3 separate regions of the Mus musculus genome follow, and regions 1 and 3 are each linked to region 2. A link is a contact called in public HiChIP or PLAC-seq and Micro-C data. All regions are on one chromosome and are shown on one strand. Each heading gives the region's core, a stretch centred on a gene start, on an enhancer-like site or on the middle of the called end of the contact. The rest is flanking DNA. Distances are from core to core; before and after follow the strand shown.

The links. Hi-C and Micro-C count contacts between places; a contact is called where the count stands out from the background. HiChIP or PLAC-seq counts read pairs in DNA pulled down with a chosen protein or histone mark.
Region 1: a contact with region 2 is called in a Micro-C map of granulosa cells, with 2.9 times the contacts expected there. The contact joins the enhancer-like site here to the promoter of Ddit4l in region 2. A contact is called at or near these places in 3 of 39 promoter capture datasets (embryonic stem cells, hippocampal neurons and trophoblast stem cells), 14 of 484 Hi-C or Micro-C datasets (the C2C12 cell line, adipose-derived mesenchymal stem cells, embryonic fibroblasts and 7 more), 1 of 115 datasets of contacts at active chromatin or transcription factors (astrocytes) and 3 of 9 other capture datasets (adipose tissue, embryonic stem cells and liver).
Region 3: a contact with region 2 is called in an H3K27ac HiChIP or PLAC-seq map of neural progenitor cells, with 2.9 times the contacts expected there. The contact joins the enhancer-like site here to the promoter of Ddit4l in region 2. A contact is called at or near these places in 5 of 39 promoter capture datasets (3T3-L1-derived adipocytes, the HPC-7 cell line, embryonic stem cells and 2 more), 9 of 484 Hi-C or Micro-C datasets (cerebral cortex, embryonic fibroblasts, embryonic stem cells and 3 more), 5 of 115 datasets of contacts at active chromatin or transcription factors (embryonic stem cells, epiblast stem cells, neural progenitor cells and 1 more) and 5 of 9 other capture datasets (adipose tissue, embryonic stem cells, liver and 2 more).

Annotation. Positions count from the first base shown.
Region 1 is chr3:137,730,657-137,733,826 of GRCm38.p6, forward strand. No RefSeq gene overlaps it. Among named protein-coding and RNA genes, the nearest start is that of Gm25080, 17 kb to the left of the region's middle. Within about 2 kb of position 1,540, at least 2 of the 459 cell types and tissues checked have an H3K27ac peak or open chromatin away from gene starts, as enhancers often do. A contact at or near this core is called in granulosa cells, where this site is marked.
Region 2 is chr3:137,622,065-137,624,927 of GRCm38.p6, forward strand. Ddit4l (DNA-damage-inducible transcript 4-like) reads left to right here and starts at 1,608. Exons shown (of 3, transcript NM_030143.4): 1 at 1,608-1,819; 2 at 2,068-2,209. The coding sequence starts at 2,119.
Region 3 is chr3:137,546,039-137,549,169 of GRCm38.p6, forward strand. It overlaps a transcript of Gm4861 not described here. Among named protein-coding and RNA genes, the nearest start is that of Gm4861, 5.1 kb to the right of the region's middle. Within about 2 kb of position 1,638, at least 77 of the 459 cell types and tissues checked have an H3K27ac peak or open chromatin away from gene starts, as enhancers often do. A contact at or near this core is called in adipose tissue, cerebral cortex, forebrain and 2 more, where this site is marked.

The DNA.
Region 1 (3,170 bases), core at 290-2,789, 110 kb after region 2:
CATGGTTCTTACATTGTTGGTTGGGAGCCTAGCCTTTACCAACTAAGCCATCTCTCCAACCCCTGCATATGCTCTTACCTCCAGGTTTCTGTCTTGAGTTCCTGCTCTAACTTCCCTAGTGATAGAGTGTGGCCTGAGAGTTGTAAGACGAAATAAACCTTTTTTTCCACAAGTTGCTTTTGGTTATGTTATTTTATCACCTCGCTGGAAGCCTGAGCTAAGCCAAGTTAGCAAATGGGATCCACAAAATTAAAGATTTTCGGCAAGGCAAAGGAAACAATCAGTAAAATGAAGAGACGGACTCTACGTGGGTTATAATTCCAAGTCTACAAATAATTTCAAAAGCTCAATAACAAACAAATCATCTAGCCAATAAATGGGCTAATTAGCTAGACAGGAAATTTCCAGAGAAAGAAATGAAAAGGCCAATAAATGTCTGGAAAGGTGTTCAACATCCTTAGCCATCAAGAAAGCACAAATTCAAACTGCCCTGAGAGTTCAATTTACCACAGTCAGAATGACTTTCATCAAGAAAACTGATGACAGCCTGCCAAAGTACTGAGACTAAATGGTTGTTGAATGCCAGCCATAAATGAGTCCTCTCTGTCACCTCCACCAAGGCTCAGGGGACATCATGGAAGATGGGGCAGAAAGAACCTAAGAGTCAGGAGTGAGGGAAGCCAGGGTTGAAGCTCTGAGTTCTGAGCAGCACAGCACTGTGATTGTGTATGCACAATTTCCACACAGAGCTGACCCATCAGCACCCTGATACAGAAGGGGGAGAGGCTATGTCCCCCCACCCCACCCCCAATTTCCTGAGGATTTCTGTGTGGTTAAAGGTGACTCATGAGGAAAAGACATTTTCATTTGTGGTAAGGAGCACTGTCTTGAGGTAAACAGTGCCTTACCCATGCTCCTGCAAACGATGCTAATAAACCCCCCCTCTCGCTCTACACACACACATACACACACACACACACACACACACACACACACAAAATTGCCTTAAGACTAGTAAACTTAAACATATGCTAACTTTTGTGGTGCAAACCTTGCTCCTTAATTTGAAATTAGTGGCTAAATAAAGATGTCTACAGCCTGTAACTGGACAGAAGAGGGGTAGACGGGACTTTGGTTCCCCTGGCTTGTGGTCAGAAGCAAAGACCAGGAGTAGAGAGGAAGAAGGAAGAAGTCACCATGGGGTAGATGGATTGTGAGGACATGGCCATGAAGCTCGGCCTGTTGAAGTAGGAGTGGCTCAGGCAGAACATGGCAAGTGATAGCTCAGGATAATTGACAGGGGAGTAGACAAAATAGCACACAGGGCTGATACCTGCCCAGCTCTAGTGTGTTAAGGGTTATTATAAATATAAAGGTTTTGTGTCTTTTATTTGGGAACTAAATGATCTAAGGTGGGTCAGAAACCTAAGTAATTTTTACCACAACACACACACCTTCCACTTACCCACCCTTGGTGGAGTTTGCCTAGCCGATTGGACTTTTTCATTCTTCTCACATCTGTTAGCAGTTTCTTGGTACCAACTACAGTTCTCATTCTGCTGACATCCACTCCTGCTCTGGCTGACATCATCGTTTCAACCCTTAGTCTCCTGTGGATCTCTAAACTCCAGGCGACACAGAGAAACTTTGATTCACCCCTCTCAAAACTCCTCTTCCTAGACTTGAGTTTTAAAAGAAGCACTTTCCCCCCATACACACCCCCACCCGGTAGGAAAGAAAAATCCCTTGCCTGTCTACAACTTTCTGAACACATTCTGTCTCTTTAAGAAAAACTATTAGACGAGGGTACAGAGTCAGTTTTCCCCTTTGCAAGATTTTTTTTTTTTCAGTTCTGAGATTGAACTGAAAGCCTCTCGCATGCTGAGCTACACCTTCAGCCCTTGTTTTGATTTTTGTTTTAACAGAGGCTCTTAATACAATCCCCACAATGGCCTTGAACATTTGATCCACTTGCTTCAGCCTCCTAAGTAGTTGAACTTATAGGCCTATGTCACCAGGTCTTGGGTTTCTTTGCACATCCCATATGGGCAGTTTTTATTAATACATAATGAATCAACTAATATAGCTCACACCAGCATTTGCTGCTCGCTACTCTGAGCCCTTATAGGGCATTTAACATCTTGTCTAATGGGCTACTTATAGTTCCAGTTCTTCTTCAAGATAGTTTTTTTTTAAAAAAATGGAAAACATTTGTTAAGGAATGAATAATAAGATGACTTTATGTGCCTTATATTCAAAACAAAATGAATTGGCTGTGCATGGTAGTGCTTGCTTTCAGTCCCAGCACTCTGTGGCAGATGCAGACCCAGTTCAAGGCCAGTTTGGATAATGCAGTGAGTTCCAGGCCAAGCAGGACTATATACAGAGACCCTGACTCAAAGCGAAAGGAAAAAAAAAAAAAAAAGATAAAGTAAATACATAAGCAAACATGAAAAAAGTATCAACAATAATTTAGACATCTCAGTTGTTTTCTACGCAAATCACTGCTGTTTAGAGAAAAACACAACATTGGTACAAATAAGATAGGACTGTGTCAGGTTAGCTTGACACATAAAGCCTTGAGGGTGTGGACGTCACACAAAAATATTCAAACAAACAACTTTGAAACACCAACACCCAAATCTGTACCATATGCCAAATTCAAACTGTTCTACATTGGCCAATAAGCAATTGTACATTTCCTCTTCAGGAGGCTGTTTGCCTCCAGCTGTTTACCACAGCAGCTTTCCACACCACAGTGTTTATTTGGGAAAATACTTCTATAATTGTTCATAAATTTTTCAACTAAGATTATATATAAACTTGGGGGCGGGCGCTGTATTTGTCAAAACACGTGTTTATTGGACAGAGCTCACAGTCAAACTTGCATGGGCAAAAAGAGGCTGTTTGATGAGCCTGGTAGCACACATCTGTAATGAGATTGAGGTATAAGAATTGTCGAGGAATTCACAGCCAGCCTGGGCTACGTTAGGAGCCCACAGCAAAGGCTGGGATACATAGTGGAATTTTGCCTCAAAACAAAATAAAGCACAGTGCAAGGACATAGAAGAATCCCATAGTGATTAGGTCTGTCCACAGAAGAGCCTGAAAATGAAAAACTTCTCTAGACCCCATTCATCAAACATCTCTTTACTGAACTCTGATGGCCT
Region 2 (2,863 bases), core at 358-2,857:
TATGAATTATGCCTAAATACCCGAGTGGAAATGCTGCATTTTCTCTATTCTACCCACGTCCATTCTGATCACTTACTATCATAACACTAATAACATTCCTTGAAGCAGGGAGGACGCAGCTGTCATTAACAAGGCTGACTAGATAAGGACCAGCGGCTCTGTAGCAGCTAAAGGACCCATTCTAACCGGCTTAAATGGGATTGCTTGTTTTCCACTTTTGTTATTAAAATAGAAGTGGAAATCTGCTTTCCCCAGCCTATCAGCATCCCGTGCCTGAGCCTGCCTGACCTTGAGCAGTGCAGCTGCTTCGGGAGAGTTAAAAATGGACCTTCAAGCTGGCTTTAGTTTCTGTTGCTCTGCCTGCAAGTGTCCTCCCACTGATCTGTTTATCACACTCTCTTTACCACTTTTGTTGTTGTTTTTCCTTCTGAGAGTTTTTTTAGCCTGGACAGCGGATCCTACTTCTCAAGGCCCTAACCTGCAGGTCCTTCCTTGCACGTGGGGACCCAAAGTGTGCGGGAGTGGTGCTGGAACCTGGCCTTGAATGAGGTTCACCCTCACCCCAAGTATCTCGGTCTCTTCCTTTTCTGATCCACCTCAACCATCTCAGCAACCTCAGCAACCTCGCTGGGAACGCCCACCCATTGCAAACCCTGTGCCACTGGCGCAGGGCAGCAGGAAGGGTGGCTTAGTAAAGTTAGAAGAAAACGTTTGGCATCGTGCTTTTAGTGGTGTCCCAGACCCTCTGTTCCCTCTTGCTCAAGACTCCCCGGAAAGAGTCGCAGAGCTTATCCTAGCAGGACAACTCTTTATTCTCATGCCCCACAAGCTTTTTAAAGACCACTAAAGCTTAAACTTCTTCCCAAACAAGCCCACCGGGAACTTTTGCTTCTGGGAATGGCAATTGCTCCTAACTATCCTGCGGCTGGAGCAGGCAACTGAGATCCTGTTAGTGGTTTTGTTTAGTTTCTTGGCACTGGCCCTCTTCAATTCAAGTTCTGTGCCTTTCGAAGCCAGGTCTTAGAACAGGGCCAGGCTCGCCCTGGCCGCGGAGAAAAACGGTTTAGTCACAGATGTAGTATCCCCAAAGATGCCCCATTGATTCCTGAGTGCAGCTGAAGCTAGAGAGCCCTTACCACATCCCGACCACCTGCGGGGAGACTGGGTGCGGACTGGAGCTGATGGGTTAGAGTCAGAACATGGGCATAAAGGATGCTCACAGAGCACAGTGTCAACTAAGCCAAATACTTATTCAGAATGACACAGCAAAGTTTTGGGTCATGCCTAACAGGACCTGGAGCTTCTAGCTGCTTGAAAAGTTCCATAGCCAAAACCTGAGCAGTCTGAGCCTGGAAGCAGGCAAGCTGTGGGCAGGGGCTCACGCCAAAGAATCTAGGTTAGTGGCCGAAGGGAGATGCTCTTTAGGAGGGTGACCAGTGGCCAACTCAGGGTGACCAGTGGCCAACTCAGGAAGCAGCAGGTGTCCGCCCAAGGCGAGGCTGATCACCAACTCCCAGGGGCTTGCCTGGGCCCCTGCCTGGGAAGGAACTGAAAGGTGACCTGACCCTGCAGGGGCGGGCCGGGGCACGGGCCCGAGCGAGTGGCGCAGGTGGGCGTGCCGGCCAGGAGGAGAGGCGGGACCTATAAAGCGCTCTCCATTCGGGAGGCGGAGCGGCCGGGTGCAGCCTGTGCTGGTGGGCGCGGTGGCCCGCAGCCTTCGGCTTGCTGCAGGACTGTGCAGGGGACCACTGTCCAAGCTTCGGACTACTGAGGGGCGCCTGCCTCGGTTTACCCTTCAGCGTCTGGTGAAATCCGGCAGGTGAGCGACCCGAGGAGGCGGGATAGGGCAGGGTCGCTTCCCAGTTGTGCTGACTTTCCAGCTACTTCCAGCCTGTTGGCTTTAGTTGGCGCCTCCGCTCCTAGGGCTTTGTCAACTTGAGTTGCTAAGGCTGGTCCCTCCCTTTGGAAGGGCAGTGCCCGGGCTAGTTCGCCCTGGCGATGCCGGGACTCTGAGGAGCCTGTGCACTTCTTGCGTGCTTTTGCAAACTTCTCACTTTTTCCTCCCAGCGCCTAGGGAAAGATCCGTTCTGCTCCGCGAGGGAAACAGAGCCGTTGACCATGGTTGCAACGGGCAGTTTGAGCAGTAAGAACCCGGCCAGCATTTCAGAGTTGTTGGACGGTGGCTATCACCCTGGGAGTCTGCTAAGTGGTGAGTCTCTGGGCTGTCCACCTCTTTCCTATCCGAAGGTTGCGGGGCCCCTCTCTAGTGTAAGCGTCCCTGCCTGAGTGCGCGAGACTTCATCTCCTCCTAGAGACACAGAGGACTATGAAACCCATCTGAGATCTCTTTCTAAACTTCCTTTGCATTGTCTGCCCACCAAAAACAAACGTAAGGGGAATAATGCGTTGTTCCAGTCTGCTAAGAGGCTCTTGGGGATGAAGTTCCCTATCTCATGGTTGGAACATTAAGTGTACAGGCTGGGTGTGTTTAAAGACATGCGCTTACTTGTGTAGCTAGCACCACCACGTCCGTCCCCCCTCCCCCCCCCCCCCCAAATTCTCCCTTTTCTGTTTGCCACCTAATCCTTCTCTTTCCCGTCTCCAGAAGACCATCCTTCGGCATTTTGTTACCACGTTAGTTTTGCTTTTAGAATGTTAAATAATAAGTGTATATGCTCTTCTCAGTTCGGTTTGCTTTCCCACCGTGTGATGTTGTAGAGTTATACACTTACCTCATCAGTGAGTTCCTTTTCGTTGCTAAGTAAGATTCTATTATGAAATGCACCCACTGTGCATTAATGTCAGAAGAAAACTTGAACAGCCCTGGTTCTACAGGAATCATCATTTGCAACTTGAAACGTCA
Region 3 (3,131 bases), core at 388-2,887, 76 kb before region 2:
AGTTATAGATCATTAACTATTTACCTAATGTCTTATCCTATTGCTATCATGAAACACCATAATCAAAAGCAAGTTGGGGAGAAAACCACTACTTAGCGTATACTTCCATATGGTAGCCCATCACTGAAGTCAGGACAGGGACCCAAACAGGGCAGACACTTGGAGGCAGGAGCTGATGCAAAGGTTATGGCTTGCTTCATAGTGCTCACTCATTCAGCTTTCTTATAGGATCCAGAACCTCCAACTTGAGAATGGCCTCACCCACAATGCTCTGGGCCCTCCCACATCAACCACTAGTTAAGAAGATGACAGATAGGCTTGCCTACAGCCCAATCTTATGGAGGCATTTCCTCAATTGAAGCCCCCTCCTCTCTGATGTGCCAAGTTGATAGAAAATTAGCCATCACACCTAACAGATACATGTCACTCTGAGTGCAGCCAATAATCATTGTTGTGATACATTATGGAAGGGGAAGCATTGGCCACCAAGAGAGAGTAAGGATAAATTTTCTGAATGTCTTCTGTGGATGTTTTTGAAAGAGCCGTAAATACTATCAATGGGATGGGATGGCACTGTGCGCTGAATCAACAAATACTTAAAACTGCTTAGCCATTAACTTATGTATTTAGACTGTGTGTGTGTGTGTGTGTGTGTGTGTGTGTTTGCATGTGTGTAGGTGTAGGTGTAGGTACACACTTGGAGATGTCCTCTTCGATTTCTCTCCACCTTTTCTGCTTTCTACTATGAGACAGGGTTTTGACTGTGTTTGAAGCTCAGACTCAGTACTATGACTGACCACCAAACCCAGAGATTCTCTTGTCTCTGCCTCCGCAGCACTGGGCTTACAGACCTGTACCATTATATTCATCTGTTTACATGTGTGATAAAGACCAAAGGTCCTCATTCTTGCCGTCAGAACTTTGTCCACTCATCCTACCTCCCAAGCTCTGCTCTGTATCTTGAACCACTGCAACACAGAGAGACTAGCATAGAAAAGCACAACCAATCAGAATGTAGAGGTGTGGGGTTCAGTCCTAATGGACACATCTACAAAACAACTGCACATTGCTGATCATTGGTGCGGCGGTGGTGGGGAGCCATTTTCTTTAAGGGCGTGGCCCCTGGTAGGTCCATCATGCTCCAGTGAATGGCCCCACACCAATGAATAGACATTCAACACAAATTAGTTATTAATTTCATACTTAATTAATTTAATAATGTATTAAATGAAAACCAATAAGAGAACAGCAAATTGGGGTGGATCTGGGATTTGGGGTGAATATTATCAAAATATATCCTATGAAATTGTTAGACTTAATAAAACTATGTATCTAAAACTTTGGTTGTTGTATAAACATGGAAAGTTGTATGATCGGACTGCTTAGTTTGTGCACTGGAATTCGCAGCCACTGAGCCCAGTGCACTACTGGTTCTTAGATGCCTCGTTTGCCTTTCCACTGCCAGAGCTAATGGCTTCATTCCCGGCTTAAATTTCTGTCCTCCTGTTAGGTGCCAGTATCCCAGCAAAGATCTGTTTTTTACAAAAGGAAAGTCAAATCGTTACAAATGTCCTGCTATTCTTGTGAGTCTGTGTCCCGCTGTGCGCTGGCCTCCCTTTGAAAGGCTGCACGGAGGATGAGAAGGAAGTCAATGGAGATTCTCCTGTGATGCAAACACTGAACAGAGGCCCCCCGCCACCTGGAACCCTGTGTCCTGCTGTTCTGCTTTTAGTAGTTCTGCTTGCAGTACTCCTTTGAAGTGTGTCCAAATGAGACTGTAAGTCACGAACACAAGCTGCCCCACACGCTCCGGGACCAAGACACACTCTTGTTCTCCCGTGTCTCATCTAAGGAATGTTTTAGCTTTTAAAGAAAAACTTACTCATGCTTCAAAGATGATATTTTCTCGGCAACTGGGAAGGCAAATTCTTGGGGGAAGAGAGAGTGGAGGGAGATGCTGACCACTCCGGTCCCTCAGGAGGTCCCTTTTCAGGTCACTTTCACCAATTAGCTCCCAAGGATCCTTGCTGACAGCAATTTATAGATGAAAATCCAAACCAAATGAGACCCAGCTGTGAGACAAAGGCTTCTGTGGTAAAAACCAGAGAACAGAGTGGAAGCTTTCTGGGAAAAAAATGTTTGGGAACTCCTCTAAGCAGCCCAGGAGGCCGGCTCTCTGGGGAATATGCTGCCTCGCTCAAGCTGTTTCCATTCTTGCTCCTTGGCTTTTTCTCCGCAGCCTGGTTCAGCTTTCTGCACGGAGCTCTGAGTCCCTTGGCCTTGAAGACTGAGCCTGAGCTTAAAAGCTAACACTTATTCCACCTAACCTCTTTGCCTTCTGGGTTTGTCCATATGAAAAGGATACAGAAAAGGTCTCAGGCAGAACTCTGAGGGAAAAGTCAGGCAAATAGAACGATAAGCTTCATGAATGGATATTGCTTTCAGTCTATGTCCAAGGCAAGGTTATCCGTTAATTTGGAAAAAAACAAAAACAAAAACTCAATTTTGATAACGGAGACTCTGTATGCTTTTAAAAATGATGAGGTGACCGCTGAGTGACTAAAGTGCTTCCTGCACAAGCAGAAGGACCTGTGTTTGGATCCCCAGTGCCTGTGTTTTTAAAAGTCCAGAAACAAAAACAAGTCTGAGTCTCAGTTCTTGAGACTCAGAGACAGGTAAACCGCTGGACCCCACTGGCCAATTGCTGAACTCCATTTTCAATGAGAGACCCTGTCACAAATGAAAGAAAGAAAGAAAGAAAGAAAGAAAGAAAGAAAGAAAGAAAGGAAGGAAGGAAGGAAGGAAGAAAGAAAGAAAGAAAGAAAGAAAGAAAGAAAGAAAGAAAGAAAGAAAGAAAGAAAGAAAGAAAGGAAGGAAGGAAGGAAGAGGGGAAGGGAGAGAAGGAGGAGAAAGAGAGGTAGGAAAGGAAGAAGGAAGGGGAGAGAAAGAGAGAGAAATAGAGAAGTAATTGAAGAAGATACTTCACACTTCACATTGACCTCTGGCCTTCACAGGAGTGAGCATTTACCTACACACACACACACACACACACACACACACACGACTCCTTAGTCCCATGATTACTGAGTTTTAGTTATACTAGGAGAATCAAATTCTTTGTATGATTTTTT